Regions from separate parts of the Sus scrofa genome. Here all the other regions are linked to region 2. A link is a contact called in public Hi-C and promoter capture Hi-C data. All regions are on one chromosome and are shown on one strand. The core of a region is the stretch at or near the end of the contact, and the rest is flanking DNA. Distances in the headings are between cores, read along the strand shown. Region 1 overlaps FLNB (filamin-B). Region 2 holds the start of FLNB (filamin-B). Region 3 overlaps FLNB (filamin-B).

The links. Promoter capture Hi-C pulls out the DNA fragments that hold promoters and counts their contacts. A called contact is a pair of places that touch in the nucleus more often than the background predicts.
Region 1: a contact with region 2 is called in a promoter capture Hi-C map of liver, with 2.5 times the contacts expected there. The contact joins the enhancer-like site here to the promoter of FLNB in region 2. A contact is called at or near these places in 2 of 5 promoter capture datasets (fetal liver and liver), 12 of 47 Hi-C or Micro-C datasets (embryonic fibroblasts, heart right ventricle, liver and 5 more) and 1 of 2 datasets of contacts at active chromatin or transcription factors (skeletal muscle).
Region 3: a contact with region 2 is called in a Hi-C map of omental adipose tissue, with 1.7 times the contacts expected there. The contact joins the enhancer-like site here to the promoter of FLNB in region 2. A contact is called at or near these places in 3 of 5 promoter capture datasets (fetal liver, fetal skeletal muscle and liver), 15 of 47 Hi-C or Micro-C datasets (alveolar macrophages, brain, embryonic fibroblasts and 9 more) and 1 of 2 datasets of contacts at active chromatin or transcription factors (skeletal muscle).

Annotation. Positions count from the first base shown.
Region 1 is chr13:39,850,939-39,855,361 of Sscrofa11.1, reverse strand. It overlaps FLNB (filamin-B), which reads right to left. Exons shown (of 46, transcript XR_002337597.1): 4 at 2,168-2,315. Among named protein-coding and RNA genes, the nearest start is that of FLNB, 64 kb to the right of the region's middle. Within about 2 kb of position 1,656, at least 8 of the 83 cell types and tissues checked have an H3K27ac peak or open chromatin away from gene starts, as enhancers often do. A contact at or near this core is called in liver, retroperitoneal adipose tissue and subcutaneous adipose tissue, where this site is marked.
Region 2 is chr13:39,787,246-39,791,380 of Sscrofa11.1, reverse strand. It overlaps FLNB (filamin-B), which reads right to left and starts at 2,122. Exons shown (of 46, transcript XR_002337597.1): 1 at 1,192-2,122.
Region 3 is chr13:39,877,010-39,881,038 of Sscrofa11.1, reverse strand. It overlaps FLNB (filamin-B), which reads right to left. Exons shown (of 46, transcript XR_002337597.1): 14 at 3,556-3,699; 15 at 3,185-3,308; 16 at 2,701-2,861; 17 at 1,479-1,569; 18 at 1,037-1,206. Among named protein-coding and RNA genes, the nearest start is that of FLNB, 90 kb to the right of the region's middle. Within about 2 kb of position 1,303, at least 9 of the 83 cell types and tissues checked have an H3K27ac peak or open chromatin away from gene starts, as enhancers often do. A contact at or near this core is called in omental adipose tissue, where this site is marked.

The DNA of each region.
Region 1 (4,423 bases), core at 407-2,906, 64 kb before region 2:
GTGTGTGTGTGTGTGTGTGTGTGTACATGTTTCCTCCCTAAGTACATAACACAGAAGCAGAAGGAGGAAATGGCAATGACTAGCCACATTCCTTAACTGCTGCAAGTCACATTTTCTAGAAAACAGCATTGTGAAAGGAAACTGTTTCACATTAACAATGGGGAAACTGGACAGCCAGTGATAAGGTTATTGCAAACCAGCATTTTATGTCTTGATTAGATTCAATCCATTTGACCAATTCTGTTGACAAGAGATTTGGCTGTTTGCAGCTTTTTTTGCCATTAAGGAAGCATGGTCTTTAAAATCAGAGATCCCTGGAGTTCCCATTGTGGCGCAGAGGAAACGAATCCGACAAGGAACCATGAGGTTTCGAGTTCGATCCCTGGCCTCGCTCAGTGGGTTAAGGATCTGGCGTTGCTGTGAGCTGTGGTGTAGGTCGCAGACTCGGCTCAGATCTGGTGTTGCTGTGGCTGTGGCGTAGGCCGGCGGCTACAGCTCCGATTGTACCCCTAGCCTGGGGACTTCCATATGCCTCAGGTGCGACCCTCAAAAAGACAAAAAATAAAAAATAAAATAAAATCAGAGATCCCTTATTCCAACTACTATCTTTGGTTATAGCTAAGAGAAAGCACTTTCAAAGCAAGCGTGGACATGGACCGGCCAACCTTCAACTGACTGCATATGGAAGGAGGGAGTGGGCTTCAAACAAAACCCCCAGTTTCCATATAAAACAAACAATTGCACAGACCCAGCTTCATTGCCAAAAGGACCTCAAATGGCAAGTGAGTTTATTTCAGAACTCACTGTCCTCTGATCTAAATGATGATGAGAGGGACCCTGGCACTGATGCTGAGAACAGCATATGGTCAGAACCACCACCCTGGTCGTGTGTCATCTTAAGACTAAGCTGATGCCAAGTAGGATGATGCTATTTTCAAAGAGAAGGAGCAGATGGGACATGCTATAAGACAAGTGCTCTGGATCTTCAGAAAGTCAATGTCATTAAAAAAAATAAGAAGAAAGTTGGGGGGGAATTATCCTGGATTAAGAGTCTAAAGAGAAATAATAAAGCAGATGTGATGACTCTTAATCAGGTCTTGGTTTGTCAAACAAAATTGTAAGAGACAATTTTAGAACAATAGGGAAATTTGAATACAAACTGGATATAAGTTGTTATGAAATTACTGTTAATTTTCTTATGTGTAATAATGAATATTACAGCTACAAAAGAGGATGTCTTAGTCTTAGGAGAGGCCTGCTGGTGTATTGAGGAGTGAAATGTCACCATGTCTGCAATTTATTTTCAAATAATACAACGATCACGCACACACGTGCACACGCAGGCAAGAGAAAACATCAGAATGATAAGAACTATGATTCTAGGAGAGAATATACCAGATATGTTTTGTGTGTGAATGTTATCACAGTTGTAACCATGAAAATGAATAAATAAAACATATTCCTTTCCCTCCTCATAGAGAAAAGAGTAAATTGTATCTTGCTGCGCTAATCTTAACCAGAAACCACAGTGGGCTGAAATGCAACTATTCTCCTTAAAAAAGCTCATGTGCCTAAAGTCAGGTGCCAACCAGAAAAACAAGTTCCTCAAAATGCTTTGACCCACTGTAATGTTCTGAGCTGTCTCCTGGCAGTTGGTGGTGATATCATAAACAGGATGTCTTAGCAAGGAAGTATCGGCCAGGGGTTAACAATAGCTCCTATTCCATCTGGAAATCTGAGGCCGCTTCAGCATATCCAAAGAAGACATAAATCAGCAGCTCCTAGACCCAGGCTCCTGCCCCTACCCCACTGTGGTAATTTGAGGACCCCCTCCCTCCACCTGACCCCACCACCACCCTGTGGATTGGGCCTCTGATTCCTCATCTGAAAAATGGGAACAACAGTCCTTTCTTCATCCCAGGCTTACTGCACCCAAATCACAAAGCAACCAACTCATCCGTCTCCATCACATTAAGGCAGCAGCGTTTCTGAAAGCCAAGATTCACAAGGCAGAAAATGATGGTCATCAATAAATGGAACTTTAGGTAAAAACACATGTGACAAAGGAGGCCTGGGGCACCTTAAGGATTAAGTCTATACACTCTAGATTCTGAATAACCTCTAAGATCAGGGGACAAACCTCAAATCCAACACAGCCAGTACTTACCTCTGCCATAGGCCCTGGCCTTCTTGGGGTTGAGTTTGGGTTTAAGAGGAGCCCCTGGCTTGAGCTTGGCTTTGGGGAACTGGGACAGGTAAGTCATTACCGAGTGCTCATCTACATCTGGGTGAATAATTTCTTCAGGAGTGATGACCTAGAACAATGACAAGATAGATGAATACCTGGAACAAATCACTTTGTAATTACTGAAGTTTTTGCAAACATCTCCTAAACGAAACAGAAATTGAGTCAGTCTCTCAGTAAACTACATTAAACTGGCATGTCAAAATCAGTTTTGTTTTTTAAAACTTTTAGGAGTTCCCATCGTGGCACAGCAGAAATGAATTCAACTAGGAACCATGAGGTTGTGGGTTTGATTCCTGGCCTCGCTCAGTGGGTTAAGGATCCAGCATTGCCGTGAGCGGTGGTGTAGGTTGCAGACGTGACTCGGATGTGGCGTTGCTGTGGCTCTGGCGTAGGCCAGCAGCTGTAGCTCTGATTAGGCTCCTAGCCTGGGAACCTCCATATGCCGTGGGTGTGGCCATCAAAAGACAAAAGACAAAAAAAAGACCAAAAACAAAAAAAAAAAAAAACAACTTTTAGAGGTGTGACTGTTCCATTTGGAAGCTGAGGACCTTCTCCAGACAATTCTGTGCACAAGTTCTAGCGGTTCATATGTACCCTCCTGATAAAAAAAAGGCCACTCACTCCCCTTTCCAGAAAGGATAAGTTCTATCACATGAGGAGAGAGAAGAAACAAGTACACATGGGATTGGAGCATATTACAAAAAAGTGCATAGGTCAACTGGCCTTTTTCTTGGCTCATTCATCCATTGCCTGCATTTCTGTTAATTCAGCTACTAGTTTAAAGGGGGGGCAGAAAGAGTTCTCTTGTGGCTCAGTGGGTTAGGGATGCAGCATTGTCACTTCAGCAGCTTGGGGCACTGCTGTGGTGCAGGTTCAATCCCTGGCTGGGGAACATCCTCATGCCACGGATGCGGCGAAAAATCAAATAGAGAGATAATGCAATGACATATTAGTTATATGATCTTATAATAGACTGAAGGTTTATGTCCTCCCCAAATTCATACCTTAAAGCCCTAGCCCTTGGTGTGATGGTATTAGGAGGTGGGGCCTTTGGGAAGTAAGTAGGTTTAGACATTTGAGATCATGAGGGTGGAGCTCCCCTAATGGGATTGGTGCCTTTATAAGAGGAAGACCAGAGCTCATTCTCCATCACGTCCTTCCTGCAAGCCAGGAAGAGAGCCCTCGCCAAAAAGTGAATTTCCTGACACCAGGACTTACCAGCCTTCAGAAGTGAGAAATATATGTCCGTTGTTTAAGCCACATGGTCCATGGCATTGTTACAGCAGCTTGAGCTAAGAGAGGTTTCATATTAAAAGCCATTTATAAACTAAGAAGAGGAAAATTTTCTCCTAACATTCAGCTTAGGAACAAGGTTAGACCCATGCTGGACAGGTGGCCTCTCTGAAGGTGTCACAGCCCCAGTTGTACCACTTGACCCAACCCTAAACAGCACAAAAACTTCTCCTGTTCCCAACAAGAGGCAAGCCACACCTCTTCAGCTGAACAGAAGGCTCATGAACCGGGTCAGTCAAAAGCAGATGGATGACATATGTACCCAGCTTCCCTCACTCCACGGTTTAAAAAACAAAACAAAACAAAACACCACCAGCAAACATTCTGATGATTAGCCTGCAGCAACAAAATAGCTCTCTGGGTTTGTACAGTTGCTTCCAATACGTTCCATAAAATGGATGTGCATTGATTTAGCATTTCTTGTAGCCAGCTCCTTTAACAGCTTTATACAGTGCCAACATCACATGAACATCAAATGGAGATGGTTTTAGGTTTAAGGAGATGAAAAACACACCACACCACTTCCTGAATGTGGCAGAGCCAAGGAATGGGCCTTAGAACAGAGACATGATGCCAAAACCAAACCAAAAACACATAGGCAAGATTTTCTACCGCCCAAGGGATCCTGTTACAAAATACACTGAATTCAGCTCTGAAAACCAACATAACACCTTAACAGAGCCCATAGTGAGGTCATCCACCAATGGCACCAGCTACTCAGTTTCCTTGACCAGGTCTTGAACATGGGACTCAGAATGTCAGGAGGAGCTTAGAAGACTGGACCTCAACTAAGCAATATGGCTACTGCAGATGTTATCCAAGACATACTCAATTTCCAAGTTCTTTTGTTATATTCTTGTGTTAGGATCATGGGAAATACAA
Region 2 (4,135 bases), core at 873-3,372:
CCTCCTCAAGAAGGGACCCTAGACCCAGGCCTGGGCCAGCTGCTCAATGGCAAGAGGCTCACCTGGCAGAACATGCATACAATGTATGTGCACACCACGCTGTGCACAGACTGCACATATACTCACAAACGCACACTACACACCCCTGACTCCTACCCTTACAACCCACACCCTCAGCAGCCTTATGACCCTGCGGGAAGCCCTCCACTAGCCCTGGTCCTAGCGGGGACCTCACCCTCATCACTCCTCCCCAGCCTTGGGGGGAGAGGAACCCAACGCCAACTCCCTCCCTCCTCTCAGGAAGACCCTGGTGTGGGGAGGGCGGGGAGAGGAAGGCCAAGTCTCCTTTAATTGTCACCCGCTTCCTTCAATTCTCGGCTAGACCCTCTCTACTTCCATAGCCCTGGGCAAGCCCGTTAACCCTCTGGACCCTCTTGTCTTACACGCCCCAACTCACGGGGTGTGTAAGGACCGAGTTAACAGGAGGCTGTTGGCACACAGCGCGCACTAGCTCCCTACAAGCGGCCGCTACCGCCGCCGACTCTCAATAGTATCTTCAGAGGCGAGAGCTGGCTCAGCTCGCAGCGCGGGGCCAGAGCGAGCGCGAATGCCACACCCCCGGGCTCCCCTTCCGGAGACGGCGAGGGAGGGTCCCAGGCCCCCGTCTCCACCTAGGCGGCAGGGCCCCAGTTTCGGAGCACACTCCCTCCCCAAGGCCTCCGCACCTGGCCTCCGAGCCAACGCCCATCAGGCGACCGCCCAGCGCATCGGCCTGGGCGCAGCTGGGCGAGCGCTCCAGGGAGCGTCTGACTAGGGCCCCACCCCCGGGGACTGCCGACCAGAGGTTTCCAGTCCCCCAGCTTCCGCAGGGGCACCCCAAGTGCCACAGCCCGCACTCCCCCCAAGCGGCCCCAACATGAACCCTCAACCCATCGCCCGCCAAAGGCGCACGGCCCCGGCGCAAGGCAAGGAACTATCACTGTAAGACAGCACCCCAGGGAACGGCATGCAGGAGGGTGCCTAGGTCCCCTTTGTCCTCACCCCCACCCACCCCGGCCTCTGTGCCCACATCCAGCCGGTGGCTGCTGGACGCGGCGGAGGCGCGCGACAGGGAGCCTCAGTCTCCTCAGGGGCGCACGCGCGGGGGCGCGAGAAGTACACGCCGGCGCACGGCTCGGCCAGGGCACTCACCGATGGACACGAGCTTGATGTTCTCACGGTCCAGGAACTCGAGCGCCACGGACACGTTCTCAAGCTGCATCTGGCGGAAGGTGGGCCGCTGGTGGTACTTGCGGTACATGTGCTTCTGGCTAAGCACCTCCAGCAGCGCGATGAGCCGAAGCCCGTCGCTCAAGTCGGTCTGCAGGTTTCCGATGCGTTTGTTCACGCACTTGAGGTGCTCGTTGCACCAACGCGTGAACGTGTTCTGCTGGATCTTCTTCCAAGGCGCGTCCTCCGCCAGATCCTTCTCGGTTACCGGCATCTTGGCGGCGGGGAGAGCGCTATGAGCAGTGAGCTGCCGGGGACTGGCGTCGGGAGGCCCAAGGGCCGGGGGAGCGAAAACCAAAGCGGAGCGGGAGCGGGGCTCGAACTCGCTGCTACCAAAGCCGCGGCCGGGACTGCTCTGCGCCCGCCTGCCCCTGGCCGCGCGAGGCGCCTGGCCCCGCGCCTGCGCACTGAGACGACCCGCCCCTGAAGCTCCGCCCCGTCCCGACCCTCTGGCGGGAGTTCCCGGGTCACGCTTGCCCCCTGCAGCTCCAAATGAGCACTGCGCCCTGCGAGCTGCAAGGCGTCCGGGACCGGCGCTCGGTGTTCATTGCCTCTGCAGAAGAAAGCTAGGCAGGAGATGTCCGGCTACTCAAGAGGAAGGTCACCAGGTCCCATAGTGAGGGCACTTGCAGAAGTAGGGATCTGGGCTGGACGGAATGGACAGGGACGACGGCGTAGATCACAGGGAATGGAGTTGGTGCAGAAGGTACTTTTTCCATCTAGGTTCAATAAGATTCCATAAGGATTTTTATTGAGTTCCTGCTGTGCCAGGCACTATGTTAGGTCCTGGAGGACATCGTGAAAGTAATGGACATTTTACTTTTCATATTAATTAAACTCGTATGAATTGTCAGTCACAGTATTTATTGAGTGCCTACTGCGTGCTAACCTTCCTAGAGCTTGCCAACCAATGATAAGACAAACTTATAACTTAACCTAGACTTCATAGACTAATATATGAGAAAAATATAAAACCATCACAAAAAGCTTAATGGCAGTGATACAAATGAATGATAATTTACTGTGTGTATTAGTTTCCTAATGCTCCTGTAACAAATTACCAAAGCTCTGTTTTTAAAAAACAAAAACACACATTGTTATCTTGCTTTTTTTTAGTTTAGAGTCCCTCACTTGTCTCACTGAGCTAAAATCCAGGTATTGGCAGGATGCATTTCTTTCTGGAGGCTCAAGGGAAGAATCCATTCCCTTGCCCTTTCCAACTTCTGGAAGCTTCCTGAATTTCTTGGCTATGTCCTCTTCCTCCATCTTCAAAACCAGCCACATCAGGCTGAGTTTTTCTACACTGTTATCTCTCCCATTCTCCATAGTCACATCTTCCTCTAATTATCTTAAGGATCCATCTGGGAAGAGGCATTGGGCAGAATGAATGTCAAGGGCTTCCAGCTGTGGAAGAAGCCAGCAGATCTGTGGTTGGGATGCTCTATAACAGGTCATTTGTAAACAAGGTAAAGTGCTTTCTTCTGACAGATTGCCTCACTCACTGGAAATGCTCAAAACAGCCTTGAGGGAGAGAAGGTATTATTACCTGGCCCTGACCCTAGCCCATTGTTGAGATCAATAATTTTTTGAAGGCTCATTCCCCTCTTGAGTGATTAAGTGAAGAGATTTGCTGGAGGTCAGTTGGTAAGGACTGGATAAAGCTGAACTTGAACCTAGGTCTAACTCCAAAGTATGTACTACACCTAAAAGCCCCCATGCTCTTCCCAGCTTGGGCCTTGCCTTTGTGAGTAGCAGATTCACCAGTAGGCAGTGTTGGTAATGTTACCTACCCCGTGCCCAAGGGTTCTTGTTCCTCATGCTTTCTTCCACCCAAAGGCACTCATCAAAATGTATCAGCCAGGGCCTCATTCCCAAAGGGACATCCTCTCTGCTATTAGGTGAGACTGGGACTAATGCGATCACTTCAGCTCACTCAGCAGCTGATAATGCACCAAAGTTCTTTTTTTGGGGGGGGGGGCACACCCGCAGCATATGGAGGTTCCCAGGCTAGGGGTCTAATTGGAGCTGTAGCCGCCAGCCTATGCCAGAGCCACAGCACCTCCGCTCCGAGCCACGTCTGCGACCTACACCACAACTTACAGTAATGCCGGATCCTTAACCCACTGAGCAAGGCCAGGGATCAAACCCAAATCCTCATGGATGCTAGTGGGATTTGTTAACTGCTGAGCCATGATGGGAACTCCTAAAGTTCTCCTTTCTTATGAGATATTTCTGTTTTCACCAGACCTTGACACGAATAACTAAATTTAAGTTCTGCATGTAAATTAATATCCAGTCCACTTCACTCTGAGTGAGACATCCTTGTCTTAGGATGTGTCTGGTGAAACTCTCCATCCAATTAGAAGACACTTAAGAGTTCACTAGAAAGCAGTTTATGCGGAGTGACCAGGACTCAGCAACCATGATGGAGCATGATGGAGGAGGGTAGCCTTAGTGACAAGGTCTTTAAGTGGCCCTTTATCAATATTTGATAAAAGATGAGGGCCAAACACCTCAAGGCATGCATTTTTGCAGGGAGCATTTTAACTGCATTCTACAGGTTTGCCTGACAAAGACAATAAATACCAAATCTTCACAATAGCCAAGACATGGAAGCAACCTAAATGTCAATTGACAGATGAATGGATTAAGAAGATGTGGTATGTATACACAATGGAATACTACTCAGCCATAAAAAGAACAAAATAATGCCATTTGCAGCAACATGGATGGAGCTAGAGACTCTCATACGAAGTGAAGTCAGAAAAAGAAAGACAAATACCATATGATATCATTTATATCTGGAATTTAATATAGGGCACAAATGAACCTTTCCACAGAAAAGAAATTCATGGACTTAGAGATC
Region 3 (4,029 bases), core at 54-2,553, 90 kb before region 2:
AACAGTGCTTCTGCAGAAATCATCACCCTTCCTCTCTTATAAATGCATTTCTCACATGATGGGGGTGGTGCTGGTGTGTGGGAGGGGAACAGACTCTTGTTCAAGAATGGAGGCATCTCAGAGGTTTGGAATGACTGTTTAGAACACTATGCATCAGTAGTGGAATCCAGGCTTTTCTAAAGGAGTATGTGCTCCTTAGACCCTAGAGGTATGGATGAACATGAAGCAAAATAAAATTTTAAACAAGTAAACACAAATTCATACAGAGAGGCAGTATCGTGTTTTGTTTTGTCTTTTTTTTTTTTAATGGCTGCACCTGCGGGATACAGAAGTTCTCAGGTTAGGGTCCAAACAGAGCTGCAGCTGCTGGCCTATACCACAGCCACAGCAATGCCAGATCTGAGCCGCATCTGTGACCTATACAACAGCTCACAGCAACACCGGATCCTTATCCCACTGAGCGAGGCCAGGGATCGAACCCACATCCTCATGGATATTAGTCAGGTTAGCGTCCACTGAGCCACAGTGCAACTCCCCAAAGTGGCAGTTTTGTAGGCCCTTACTGTCTAAAACAATCAGAGCAAAGCAGCCTAGATCGTAAAAGGGAATAATTTAGTGCTTGAAGTGGTATTTCAGGCCTGAGGAACCAAAGGCTCTTTGACAAAGACCCCTATATCACCTTGTAAAAAGGGTAAACTAAGGTAAAAGGGCCAACAAGGACAAAGGTGTGGCAATTCTTTCCCTGTGAGTAACTAATAAAAGATAAAAAGGCAGCTGGTAAGGATGAGAGAATGTATATAAAACAGAGGCAGATATTAGGTTTATTTTTAAGAATTTAGCATTTCTCTGCTAAAACCCAAAACTGAGGTGGGAAGTTGAGGGGAGGGGGAGTAGAATTTGGCTAGTTTTCTGTTTGCTCTTGGGGAATTTTTCAGGCCCTCCTGATGTAACCAGCCAGTCTTTTGGTGAGCACAGGTCAGAGCATAGACCTGATGTCCAAAGTGACCCGGCCCAGCACGAGGGGGAGGGACCCTACCTGCTGGGTGGGAGTGTATTTGACGGTGTGGGAGTAGTCATAATTATCGATGACATCCAAATCCTTCACCGCGTCGCCAGGAAGGGGGCTGCTGAACTGCACGTTGAGTGGGGCTTTTCCAGCCCCTTTGGTGTAGACAGTAAAGTGGGTCGGTTTCCCGTTTTCCACACCTGGGAGGAGACAATGAGGTGAGGAGACAGTCCCAGCTGGAGGGATTTCCCTTTTGAAACCAGTCTGACAAGTTCATGGGCACCAGCTCTAGCAAGGCACTAGGTGGAGACAGGGGCTGGCACTCAGCCACTGCCCTGCAGCTCAGGCCCTTGCTGAACTGTAGCACCTGCTCTGGTGGGGGGCCGGGAGGAGGGTGGTGAGTGGCTCATAGCCCCCAGGCCAACTGTTCCCAATGCCTCCAGGTTGCCCTCGAGCACACACGCCCTCTTACCTGATTTGCTGAGTCCTGGACCTTCTGCCTTCACTTTGCTGGCATCGTGGGAAGGGTCAACTCTGACTCGGAAAGGGCTGGCGGGGATTTCCTGGAGCAGAAACACTGTCTCAGGAGGAAAGTCCCTGAAGCAACTGCCTGAACTTAGCCCTTTGCCAAAGCAAAGGCAGGGTCGGGGGTCCTTCCACTCTAGCAGGTAGGGAGCAAACCTCTGCTACCAATGATTAGGTTTTCACATGCTAGCATCAGAAGTCACTGATGCTAAGGTAAGGGCCATCAGAGGTCGCTCAGGAATGCCTGGAGCCTGACATCAGTAAAAGGATGGCTTCCCACAAACGAAATCTAACTCTGACAACTCTCAGAATTTCACACCAAATTCTGAGTACTTGGTATGCAAAAATACTACTAAGAATAAAACCCCAAACAATAATACATGGAGTCAGAGCAAAGAAATGTTCTCCAGGGATAACAGAGTGCTCCAGTTTGAGGAGTGCAAGGAACTGATTAGAAATGCAGTGATTATAATTCTCCAAAAAGAATGCTGCAGACTGTCAGAATAAAGGCAGAAAAGGTAAAGTGGATTTGGCTGGCTCAAAACCATTATGTTTTGGCAGAGCCCTCATCTTTATGTAAGTGAATTTGAATCACCAGGATTCCACCAGTCCCTGTTTTAGGGTTCTGCTCTTCCTGTCTTATCTCATGTAAATATGAACTCAATCTGAAATTTTTAAACTTCTCTCCCTGTAAAAATTTAAAAGCTAATGCCAAGGTCCTCATTTTAAAGACTTAAGTAGAACATATCTAGATATTCTGGATATAGAAAACCTACATCTGTATTATTATTCTTTTTTCTTTTTTTTTGGCCGTACCTGCGTCATATGGAAGTTCCTCGGCCAGGGATCAAACCTGAGTCACAGCAGCGATTCAAACCATAGCAGTGACAGCACCAGATCTTTAATCCACTTAGCCACCAGAAGATTATAACAACTAATTTCTTTCCAGAGCCTGGCTTTTAACCACTGAATATATGGTTCCACTTTCATTAGAAACTAAAATTTCACTTTTGTAAAATTTTAGTTCTGGGTCTTTTTTTTTTTTTTCCTTGCTTTCAAGGAACCAGAGAAGAAAACTACTGTGAAGAGTTCTCAACACACCTGCCCTGTCACTAGAAGCACAAAAAAGAAATATGCCCACAAACGGCCAGAAAAAGCTAAACACATACCTGAGAGGCAAAGAGGACTTTGATTGTGTATCGCCCAGCAGCAGGAGGCACATACTTTACTGTAAATGTGTCATTGGCGTTGTGAATAATGTCAAAATCCACATCTTCCTCATCCTCACTTAACACTCGGGCATCACATTTAATGCCAACACTGACATCACCTGGAACAGACCAGCTTATTAGCACCGGTTTACAAGAAAGAACATGTTCCATGCAATCACTTCCAGCTCAGGCTAACACTCTAGAAAAGCAATTGGGAAGTTTCCAGTTTAAAAAAAAAAAAAAAAAAACCAAACCCTGAGAAAGGAAAGGTGTTAAGTCACAGTTATGAAGAAGGGATGGAGGATCAGTAAGACTATCATCACAGAACTGACACAGAGGCTCATTAGATGAACAATTACCTATTCAGGTGGAGCATTTCCTGGTTCAAAGTTCACTGCCTAAGAAGCAACAGTCACTGCATTGGGTGAAGCCCCCCTCTCACCTTCCCCAGCCTCGGTACAGTCCACTGTGAAGTGAGTAGGCTCATTTGCCTTCAGTCCACTTCGCTCCACTCCTGGCCCAAACACTTTGACCTTCTGGGGATGGCTACCCTGCCCGATGTTGACCTAGAGAGGACAGGGAGAAAGGTGTCATCAAAGTCTCCTCCACAGGGACCGAGTAAAGACACAGACGTTATAACATTTTACTTCCGGGCAATCTAGAGCACTCGGCCTTTTGGGCCACTCCATCCTCCCAGGCACATCAAGCATGGTTCTTTCCATCTATCTGTCTTGGCCATCAGGCATAAAGCCCAGACGTGCCTCAGGATCAGGGTTTTTCATACCACGACCAGGATTTCACCTCACAACCTACCCTGTAAGGGCTGTTCGGGATGTTGACACCTCCCCAGACCACAGCAATGGTGTGCTTGATGGGCTTAACTGGGGTGTACGAGCAGGCGTATGTGCCATCCATCCGGCTCTTCATCTGGATGTCAATGGGCTGGCCTTCCCCATCCTGCAAAAGAGCAGGGGCTAAGAACAGAGCCCTCACGCTGTCTCCATCTAACAGGGCTGCTGCAGCCTCCCAAAATAACCAAGTCACCACACAACCATCCAACAAAATTAGATGCAGCAACTAGGAAATGCCACGTTCTCACAATACAGTGACAAGTGATGTGATACTACATACATTTATTAATTTTTAATTACTAAGAGAAAATGGCTCCTGGAGTTCCCGTGGTGGTGCAGCAGAAACAAATCCAACTGGGAACCACGAAGTTGCGGGTTCGATCCCTGGCCTTGCTTAGTGGGTTGAGGATCCAGCGCTGCCGTGAGATGTGGTGTA